Regions from separate parts of the Mus musculus genome. Here region 2 is linked to region 1. Evidence: chromatin contacts called from public Hi-C data. All regions are on one chromosome and are shown on one strand. The core of a region is the stretch at or near the end of the contact, and the rest is flanking DNA. Distances in the headings are between cores, read along the strand shown.

Region 1 (5,473 bases), core at 1,260-3,759:
CCTGCCAAGTGCGAGCCAGGCATATAAAAGGAGCTACCCTAGCCCTTTCCCTTCCTGTTCTTCTCTGTCCTCCCCTTCTCCCTCCCCCACCCCCTATGTCTCTACTTCTTTTCAAGTCCCTGTCCCGCCTCCTTTTCCCTTCCTCTTATGCTAGGCCTGTGGCATGGCCTGATTCCTCTTGGGGACACTTTGGGAGGGACCTGTCAAGGTATTCCCTCCCAACGTAATAGTTTGCAAATACCGCCCTTGTTCTTCCGGTGTGTGTGTGTATACAAGTAGGCCAGAAGTCAACAGAAGCCCCAGAAATCACGGTTTCTTCCTCCCCAGTGCTGAGATATAAGTGCGTTGCCATACCTGGCCTTTTTTTTTTTTTTTTTTTTTTTTTTTTTTAAACTGACTGAGCTAACTACCCAGGCCAATTTTTGTTATTCTATAAAAACCTAGGGCCCTTAGATGTAGCTTGAAAAATCAATGACGGACTTCAGGTATCTAGAGTTATTATCTAATTTATGACTGTCATCAAGTCTTTGTCCTCATGATGGGTGTGCGTCAGCTTGCCTGTAAAGCCGCCGGTCCCAAGGGTGGGTGAACCGGGAAAGAGTTTAGACCACCAGCAAGTATAGAGGCAGACTGGTTTAGACATTCTGATGGTGGCCTGGAGTTGCTCAAAAGAGGGAACCTCCATCCAGAAAATGCCTCCATAAGATCCAGCTGTAGGGCTTTTTCTTAATTAGTGACTGATGGGGGAGGCCCCAGCCCATTTTGGGCGGGGCAGGGCCATGCCTGGACTGATGGTCCTGGGTTCTTTAAGAAGGAGACTGAACAAGGCACGAGGAGCAAGCCAGTGAGCAGCATCCCACCATGGCCTCTGCATCAGCTCCTGCCTCATGGTTCCTGTCCTGTTTTGAGTTCCTGTCCTAATTTCCTTCAATACTGTACAGCGATGTGGAAGTGTGAGCAAAACAAACCCTTTCCTTTCCAACTTTTTTTGGTCGTGGTGTCTCATCGCAGCAGTAGAAACCCTAAGGAAGACTCTATTAGATTATAATCTAAAGTATAAAATAAATACACCAACCCATACAGATACAAAAGAAACAATAAGTGAGTAGAGGGTGAAGCTGCTCAGACATTAAGACTTGGGTTCAGCTCCCAGAGCTTTTGTAAAACTGGGGCTGGAGAGAGATTAAGAGGCTACTCTTCCAGAGGAACCCAGGTTCAATTCCCAACAGCCATGTGGCTGTAACCCTCATCCCCAGAGATCTGATACCCTCTTCTGGTTTCCCTGGCACTAGGCACATGTGTGGTACACAGACATACATGCAGGTAACACACTGACACACATAAGAAGAAGTGAATTTTAAAAAAAAGTGTGCAGTAGGGCCTGTCTGTAACACCAGGGCTGGAGAAACCCAGACAGCAGATTCCCCAAGTTCATTGGCAGTCAGTTTAATCTGGATGAGCTCCAGGCTCAGAAAGGAACTCTCTTTAAAAGAGAGAGAGAGAGAGAGAAATGAGATGAGATTAAGGTAGATGGTAGAAGCCAACTTCTATGCACACATATTGCACATGTACCTGCACACACTTGCACACCCATTAACCAGTATCATACACACACACACACACACACACACACACACACAAAGAAACAAACAACATTTCAAATATCATATCTGGTATCCCTGCAAGGAGGTGAAGCTTGGTTTAGCCCCCCCTCTTTCTTTCTGTGTGGGATAGACTCACTTCACAGTGAGTTCCAGGACAGCCAAGGTTGTATAGAGAGACCCCTGTCTCAAAATAAACAAGCAAGCAAATAAACAGACAAAAGAATTAAAAATGAAAATCAGTAACTTCATAGTGAAACAAACAAACAAACAAACAAATAAACAAACCAAACAAGCCACCCAGTGACAAAGGTTACATCTCTTATATAGGAGGCACACACTCTCTGATGGGACGTGAAATAGGTGGGACTTCACTACCACCGAGCCATCTCTCCAGTCCACAGCTGGTTCAGTTTTAACCAGTAGGCCTTGCTAATAGGATGGTAACTCTAAGGGCTCCTGGATAAGGGGGAGGTATGGGGGAAGCTCCTATCTCACTTTGCAATGTTTCTGTAAAACTATGCCAAAACAAAAATATTTCTTTTAAGCGTGAGGGTTTGTGGTTGGGCACGATGGCACGCAACTTTAATTCCAGCTCTCAAGAGGCAGGGGCCAGGAGATCTTTGTGAATTTGAGGCCAGATAGAGCTATGTGGTAAGACTTTGACTCAATAAGCAAGCAAGCTAGCAAACAAGCAAAACAAAAACAAAAGCCAAACCGGTTGTTTGGGGACTGAGAAATTGGCTTTCCTGTTCAGGAAAGTTTCTGTGAATTGAGAGAAATAGTCTCTGCTGGGTCTGACTAGGCCATAATGAAGTCAACAGATACACAGCCAGACTTGTTGCCATCAGTGGGAACAGAGAACACGGAAGTTACAAGCTCATACCTCTAGAGGGCGCTTTGGTCCTAACCATGCGGCTGAGCTGGGCTCCCTGTACCCCTGGCGGACTTTGAAGGAATTGTGGCTATTGGCCTAGAAGTTACCCACATAACCAAGTCTTCTCAGGCCCTTTCAGCTCAGATACTTGTGATTCTAGGTCTGGGGTAGGGTGAGCTCACTGTGGGAAGCCAAATTCTGACACTCCTTTCCTTCCAGAGCTGGTTCAAAGTTCCTAGTTCTCCCCTTTCTGGTTTCTTCTCTCAGGATGGCCGTAGGCCTTAGAAGATTCTGAGGCAAGTTCTCGGGGCCATTGGCTCTTGTAGGTTCTCTGTGTTCTTTCCAGGGGAGGTGCACGGCGATTAGGTGACTTTCTGACATCGTCCTAGCTGCAGTTCATTCTGTGACCCCCGTTCTCTTTCTGGGAGAAATGAGAGTGTAGTGTAGGCCAAGGAACCTCCTCACACAATAGCCATAGCTCAGCCCTGACGCACCCCAGCAGCCAGGCCAGGCCTCAGTGGTGGGCCAGGCTAGGCCTCGGTTTCTATAACTGGCAGATGGGAGCTATACAGTCAGTGCAGCACCAACTATCAGTACTCCCCTAGTGAAGCCTGAACTCCAAGCTTTAAAACACGGGTAGCAGCAGAGCCAGCCAATGTGAGCAGGCTCTGTGAAGAGAAAGGGAGGAAGGGGAGAGTTTGGCTTGAGGCTTCTAGGGCTGCTGCTACCTAGCTGTGTGGAAGACTGACATTTTCCCTGGGGGCCACTCCAGACCCTCTGTCTGCCGGTTCCTCCCGAGCCTTGACGTGACTTCAGTGGCCCTGTGACCGGCATTAAGGGAGCACATATCCTCCTTGATGCTATCAGGAGGCTTTAAACTGCTACAGGTCTTGCTCTCTGTCACTGGTGTGTTGGGAACCTTCCCCCTGCTCCTTCCCTTGATTACTGGGAACTCCTTAAGCAGCCACACACCTCACAGTTGGCTTGAGCTACAAGCATACTGAGTTTGAGGAGGGCAAGGCTTAGAGTCCAGTCAACAGTTGTGTGTGTGTGTGGTATATGTGTGTGTGTGTACGTGTGTGTGGTGTGTATGTATGTGTGTGTGTGGTGTGGTGTATGTGTGGTGTGTGTGTGTGTCTGGGATTTGTGTGTGCATGCACACGTATGTGCGAGCGTGTGTGCATGTGAGTGTGGGTACTTGGAGGTAGTTAGAAATCTATCCTGAGGGCCGTTCCTCAGGAGCCAGCCCTGTGGTTTTTGCATGCTACATGTCTGGCTTGTAAAGTGGGTCCTAAGGGACTCACAGGGTTCTTGTGCTTCCATGGCACCAGTTGCTGACTGAGACATGTCACCAGCCCGCAACCAGGAGATCCTACTTCTAACTGCATGCCTCAGAGCCTTCTAGCCAGGCTGTCCCCTGAGCTCTGACTACTACCTTTCCTGATTCTCACAACTCTAGCTTGGACTCTGTACTGTGGCCCAATTCTTCCAGACCTTAATCAACCTTCCTTCCGGGAAGGAGGAAGGCTCCCTCTCCTGTCACCATGCAGGGACTGGCTATGTCACCGAGACCCAAAAGAAGAGATTGCCAAGGAGGGACATCACTCTGGGGCCGGGCTTCTGAGTCCTGTGACCAGCTGTCAGCCCCTGAGGGAAAGACCCAGGGCAGAGGATGGCTGAGAGGTCTGAGAAGAAGTTAAGTGGCCTCAGCTCTCAGCAGGCACCAGGAATGTTTTGGCTCATTCTCTTCATTTCTGTGTTCCTCTGCTGGGGGCCTTCAGTGTTCTTGTTTCTTCAAGCACAGCTAATCTTGACCACTGACTGGCAGTCTGGGGCTCCCAGATCATAAGGGCTGAGAGGCTGGTGGAACATTCTGGGCTCTTTCTGGCACCGCCTACCTGGCAGAGACATACCAGTCTTCAGGGTGGGGTGTGGAGAGAGGAGAGGTTGGGTTGGGTGGCTTTTTTTCTTTGCTTTCAGCCTTGGTCTCAAGAGTTGTGAGGTTTGGGGGATAGTCACAGGACTTCCTCTTGAGGCGGCTGAGAGAGAATGGGTCTTGCCCTCTGAGTATTCGGATTGGCATTCCTCATAGGCAAGGCTCAGAAGATGTTTCTCAAACATCCTGCTTCCTTTTTTGCTTCCTTCTCTCTTTGGGTTCCAGCTCAGATTCCTGGCCTGTGGTGACTGGGTGGGCCACAGACATTGAATACCAAGCCCTTGGAACCCTTCTGCCATTCTGTTACCTGGCGTTCCTTCCCTCTTTAGCCACGGGCAAGCTTGGCATTGGAGGGAGACACTCCCACTTCAGGGAAAGACTTATGAGTTCAGGAGGACAAGAGGAGGTCATTTCATAATGTCAAAGTCTTTCCTCTGTTGGCTTTTATAAGCAAACTTTTATATCTACGTGTAATATACATCTGAAACCACACACAGTTAAAGTTTCTGCAGATCGGCGAATTCCCGCAAAATGAACAATAACCATGTAATAACACCCCAAGTCAAGAAAAACAGATGTGAACAAAGCAAAACAATGTTATTATTCCCCGACTCCGCCCACCCCTGTCAATCATCTTCCGGCTCCTCCTTCCCAGAGAGGTGGTGATAAAAGAGCTGGCCTCTGCCAAGCCTTGCGCCCCTTGACCTTCCCGTACTTGCATTCCTGTGGCTCTTGAGGCTGCCCGAGTCTATTGTAGGGCGGGAAAATAACAATGCGAAGTTGTTTATCTGTTCCCAGGTCAGTGGCTACCTGTGTCTATGGTTGGCAGTCAGGCAACTCAGGGAGTTTTCACACCACAGGAATTGGCAAATGCTACAAATTGACTGGTTTTATTTTTTTTCATTGACTGTCTAGTGCTAGACTTCAGAAAGCAATGGAGCAAATACCCATAACGGAGATTATATTTATGAGTGTGTTTTTTTCTTTAGCTGTGGCATTGTGAAATGAAGAAAGGGTTCTGTGTGGCTCAGGAAATCTTCCGTGTCCGATGAGTGATGT
Region 2 (5,473 bases), core at 1,048-3,547, 170 kb after region 1:
CTGCAGGCACCAGGGATACACACTGTACACATACATACACACAGGTAAAACACTTTACAATTTTTTATATGTATGAATTTTTTTTTTTCAAAAAATGAATGCATTTGTTGTATTTCCTACTAGAGGGAGTTTTTCCTTCCTCTTTGAATTACTTTAAAAAGATTCCACTGAAGTCCACCAAAGTTTCAAAGTTGAGAGTCAGGGGCTATAAAGTGTTCCCCTCTTTTTGTAGTTAGTTTCTTTGCTTTTATAATGCTCATAGTGTGAACTTTCACACCTTCCTTATTGAGCTGAGTAAATTTGCATATAAATTTGGGAAAGTTGGATCTTTAAGTTAGACCTAAGTTAGGGAACTTTAAGTCAAACCTCCAAAGTAAAGAAATCTGCAGTTAAACTGGTAAGGAGGAACTATTCGCCTCGAGTGGGTATAAAGCTACAATTTTAATAATAATAATTCTCTCTTCTCTCTTCTCTTCTTCTCCTCCTCCTTCTCTTCTTCCTCCTCCTCCGTCTCCTCCTTCCCCTTCTCTCTCTCTCTCTCTCTCTCTCTCTCTCTCTCTCTCTCTCTCTCTCTCTTTCTTTCTTTCTTTCTTTCATGGTAGCTGCATGTGTTTCCATGGGTAGAGGAAGACTCTTAGTGTTTTTAAAGTTAATCTATGAGGTCTAAAGATGTAACTTCAGTGGTAGAGTTCTCGACTAGCATGTGAGAGGACCTGGGCCCAAGCTCCACCACTGGATCACTGGCAGGAGGAACACTGTGCCTGAACCGAAAAGTTGTAAGGGAGGCTGCACTCTCTAGATATGTGTGCGCATATGCAACATATTTTACATGTATAGATTTCTACAAAATTAAGTCTGAATGCTCTGATAAGATAAATTGCATTTATTTTAAACAGTGTTTTTTGTTTTTGATCCCTCTGGGGATGGAGCCCACTTCCAAGTGCTCCTCCACGGAGGCTGAGCCCCACCCCCAGCCTTTGAGCTCATTCTCCCTGTTTGGTTTTAATTAGATGATACTAGAATTCCAACCATTTGCAGTTTCATGTGTTGTTTTGCTTTGGGGATTGGGTCCAGGGTATCTGGTCGGCCACTTAGTTGTCAGTAGCTCTGGACTATTGGCTGCAGATGACTACCATTCCCACTAATTGGAACATGTCAGACAACATGTGACCTGTGTAAAAAATAAATACTATGGTCTAAAATGGTGACCTAAATATTCTTGTGGTTTACCATGTAATTTAAAGGTTTCATTGTTTCTCTACCTGTTTTTTTTTTTTAAAAAGCTTAAGAGTTATATATTTTAAAAGACTCATAATGTCTACACATTTATTTGGTTTTGAAATGTTAGCAGTACCTGGATGTGGATCAGGTACACTTAATGGTTTTATGCTGCATTCCTGAGACTTTGAACTTTCCATTTGTCCAGTTTCAGAAATCACTCTATTGAAAGGTGCCCCTGACAGAACCTATATGGGTTGAAAATGCTATAGACATAAAGACTAAAGATAATAAGAACAAAAGAAACCTGAGACTGACTTCTGACTTGGGGGAGGGACTAGTACGTCAGAACCTTAGACTGCGAAATAGAGCTGTGTATGCCTGCTTGTTCCTGGGAGCAGACTGCTAATAACGTGGAGTTAATAAGCCAGGTAGATGCTTTACAACACTATAAATGATTGATTATTGTTTTGTGCACAAAATACAAGAAGACAATAGTAGAAATCTCAAATTAGGAAACAGAGTGATCTTGAATCCTAGGACAACCACCGTTCCTCATGGGTGGAGTTTGTACTGTTTAGTTACTGTTTATTTAGTTGTATGTTTCTGGCTTTGAAATAATTGTGAACTCAGTTTTTAAATTATTCTTTAAACTTGTCTTTTGTTATTTTAATACTACACTGTTTAATTTCACTGAAGAGTTCATCGAAGGATATTACTGGAACACACTGGAGCAGAGCCAGTACGCCCAAGAGGAGAGACATGATGGTGTGTAATTCTGAGATGTGTGGCCTTAGATTTTCATGCATATATTGTTGATTTTCAGTATTCTGGACATAGTAACAACAGGAATAGCCTGGTAAGACACGACGAGAGTTTCTGCTTTGTTTCCTTGTATAAACTTTAAAACAAGTTTCTCTTTTACATCTCTCTTTAGTGATAGAATGTTCAGACAGAAGCATCTTAGGGGAGGAGAGGGTTTATGTGGCTCGTATCTCCAGGTCACAGTCCATCAGTGAGAGAGGTCAGGGCAGGAACTCAAGCAGCAGCTTGGAGCAAAACCGTGGAGGAGTGCTGCTTGCTGGTTTGTGTACAGACACATGCTTAGCTGGCTTCTTTATAAACTCATGCTAGGGATGGTGCTGCCTGCCCTGGGCGGGGCTTCCCTCCCACATCCCTCTCCTTCCACCTCTCCCACCCCCTGTGTTCCTACAAGGCCATTGATCTAGGCAGTTTCCAATCAAGCCTTTCCTGTCAGATGACTATGGGCTATGTCAAGTTAACAAACTTTAGGAGAAATAGATTATAATAGCACACATAGAAGTGTTTTATCCAGTCCTTAATATTCCCAATTTTCCTTCTTTTGATAATTTTTAAGTGACATCACTACCAGCTGCCATTTATCAGATAAGGTGTGTGTGTGTGTGTGTGTGTCTGATTTCTCTGCTATATATATTCTGTAAATTTTTTTTTGTTGTTGTTTTTTGTTTTTTGAGACAGGGTTTCTCTGTATAGCCCTGGCTGTCCTGGAGCTCACTTTGTAGACCAGGCTGGCCTCGAACTCAGAAATCCGCCTGCCTCGCCTCCCAAGTGCTGGGATTAAAGGCGTGCGCCACCACGCCTGGCTTATATTCTGTAATTTTTAAAGCTAGCTGAATCCCACGTTATATTTTGAAAAAAGAAAAAATTGGAATAAATACTCTTGCTCCTGCATGTTGAAATACCCTGTCATCTACAGAGACCGTGAGAAGGAAGGCTTACCTTATTGGGGTAGGATAATTTATGTGTAAGAACATGCACTTTAACTGTATGTTTTGGTCATGGATTTTTTTTTCCCTAAAGAAATATTTTAATAGGAAAAATAAATAAATAAAACTTTTATAGAGAAGGGATTTGATTTTCAGAGAAATGTCACATACAACATTTTTAGTTAATTTATATCAGTGGTAAAATTAAGGTTTCTGCCATATATGTTCTAAATGACTATCTAAATAAATGCAAATAGACAGGTTTTGTTATATTTGAACTAGTATTTTAATATCATACTTAAGTTAGATTGTATATTTTTATCTTCTAGACTATTTTAAGCATTATAAAATTGTGATCTCCACCAGAAATATATTTTATTCCTTTACCTAGTCTGTTTATACAGATTTCTAGTTCTCTGTATGTATCATTGAAACATGTCTTAGAAAATTACATATAAAACTTATGTATCTATGTGTATGTATAATATATATGGTTTGTTTGTTTTTGAGATAAAGGCTCACTGAGTGGCTTAGGCTGGCCTTGATCTGGGTTTCCTACAGCCTCAGCCTACTTAGTGGGTGTTGGGATTACAGGTGCGTACCTAGTCTTATGAAATGATATTAACTCTCACAGGATGCATAACATCCTGTGATTTTTTTTTTCTCCTGTATTTCACTTTTTTAAACTGCCAGTTAAACTCACTAAATGGATTTCAAAAGGGAATAAACTTAAATTAGGAAAACATTACTGTGGGTCAAGGTTTTGAATAATACTATGTAATGCCCTAACTCTGTAAATATGGAAAAGATATTTTTACAAAACAGTGTTTTTAAATGCTTTGTGATACATTTTTATCTTTGAGTAAGCTTGTTTAAAAACTTGTGAGAATGCTGAAGAACCATTGTAGGAGACTAGATCCACACAGCTATGTTCCATCCCCTTATAAAGGAGCCTACATGGAAATGTGCGTTTTCTGGTCTTGTTAATTTTCTATGATTTTTGATTCATATCTAATATTACTTGCTTGTCTATTGTGCATACCACATTTTGTTCTGGCCAAGCTTCTCATTCTGTTGAGCATTTTCTCGAAGAAATAAGATTTTAGGGTGTATGTCTCTAGGTAGGCTCAAGGAAGTGCTGCTGCTCTGATTCCAGGATTATTCTTTTGCAAGCTAGATAGATTAGGTAGTGCTCCTCCATGCTTGGCTGTCTGTCAATCGATGGCAAACAGGGTGGCAGCCACAGAGATGAGGAGGAGAGCATCTCTGACCTCACAATGGTTCTCCTTTACTCTTAAGCCTCCCTTGGGCTGTTCTGTTCTGTCATAGTCTAAGATTGAGTCGTCTTACCATTACTACTTCAGAATTTTGTTATTTAAAAGGGAAATAGAGACTGAGGTGTATCTCGGTCATAAAAGTGCTTGCACAGCATGCACAGAGCTCAAGTTAAGGCCCTAGTGACGCCAGGGGTGGGGTTGGGGGTGGGGAGCACAGGCCTTTGGATGGTTAGGATGCCATCTGTCTCAAACTCCAGAGAAGTTAGGGCTATGGGTACACATAACTGCTGGCATAAAACAAAGTTTTAATTATACAGACAGTTCAGCAACAATGTCTACTGAAAAAGTAAAGGTTATATCCAAATATAAGAGCTTTTTTATTGAATAATCTTTTGCTTTTGAAGTAGGACTGCTTTGGTTTTAATAATGACAAGGTTGCTTTTTCTCTTATGTTCCCGACTGGTGATACAACAAACTTTCCTTCTTCTCTGAACTGAAGTATGATACCATCAAGGACAGACCATCAAGAGTTTCGTCATTAGTATGTAGCGCATGGCTTTGTGTTAAGTGTGAGGGTTCACTTTCTAAACATCAGTTGTTGCTAATCATCGATTATGACTAACTTTCATGGTTTTGTTATGATTTTTTTGTTTTTGTTTTGTTTTGTTATGATCTTTTGGGGGAAGATGTATATAAACAAAAACAACAACAACAAAAAACCCATTGTTTTTGAAATTGTGGCATAGTCTGTTATTGGAATAATAGCTTCTCCCAGAGACTTCAGGATCAGGGCTGAGAGAATCTCCCAGTGGTAAAGTGCTTTTTTTTTTCTTTCATCATTGCAAGGCTGTAGGTTTGCTTCCCAATAGTACAAACCAAACCAAACCAAACTAAAACCGCCTCAAAATGATTGGAATATTTAATGTAAGAGTCAGGATCCCTGACTGTTACTAAGGTCTGTTGTAGTTCCGTCTGTTTTTGAGAGAAGAGCTGGCACCCCTGTGCTTACTTGCTGCACAGGAAGCCTGGTTTGCTTATTTTTTAACTTCATGTTTATTTATTTTGCCTGTGTATGTGTGTCACATGGCATATATGTGGAGGTCAGAGGACAACTTGTTGAAGCTGGTTCTCTGAACTCAGTTCACCTAGCATCAGGCTTGACCGCAAGCATCTTTACTCTCTGAGCCATCTCTCCAGCCCCTTTGACAGTGCTTTCATGCACCCTGAGCT

What was found. Hi-C and Micro-C count contacts between places; a contact is called where the count stands out from the background.
Region 2: a contact with region 1 is called in a Hi-C map of uterus, with 4 times the contacts expected there. The contact joins two enhancer-like sites. A contact is called at or near these places in 5 of 39 promoter capture datasets (the HPC-7 cell line, embryonic stem cells, hematopoietic stem and progenitor cells and 1 more), 2 of 484 Hi-C or Micro-C datasets (bone marrow-derived dendritic cells and uterus) and 3 of 9 other capture datasets (adipose tissue, liver and pancreatic islet).

The regions. Positions count from the first base shown.
Region 1 is chr9:110,994,927-111,000,399 of GRCm38.p6, forward strand. The region is part of intron 2 of Gm10030 (predicted gene 10030); the gene reads left to right. Among named protein-coding and RNA genes, the nearest start is that of Rtp3, 8.0 kb to the left of the region's middle. Within about 2 kb of position 2,510, at least 49 of the 459 cell types and tissues checked have an H3K27ac peak or open chromatin away from gene starts, as enhancers often do. A contact at or near this core is called in uterus, where this site is marked.
Region 2 is chr9:111,168,339-111,173,811 of GRCm38.p6, forward strand. All of the region lies in intron 4 of Lrrfip2 (leucine rich repeat (in FLII) interacting protein 2), which reads left to right. Among named protein-coding and RNA genes, the nearest start is that of Lrrfip2, 53 kb to the left of the region's middle. Within about 2 kb of position 2,298, at least 7 of the 459 cell types and tissues checked have an H3K27ac peak or open chromatin away from gene starts, as enhancers often do. A contact at or near this core is called in uterus, where this site is marked.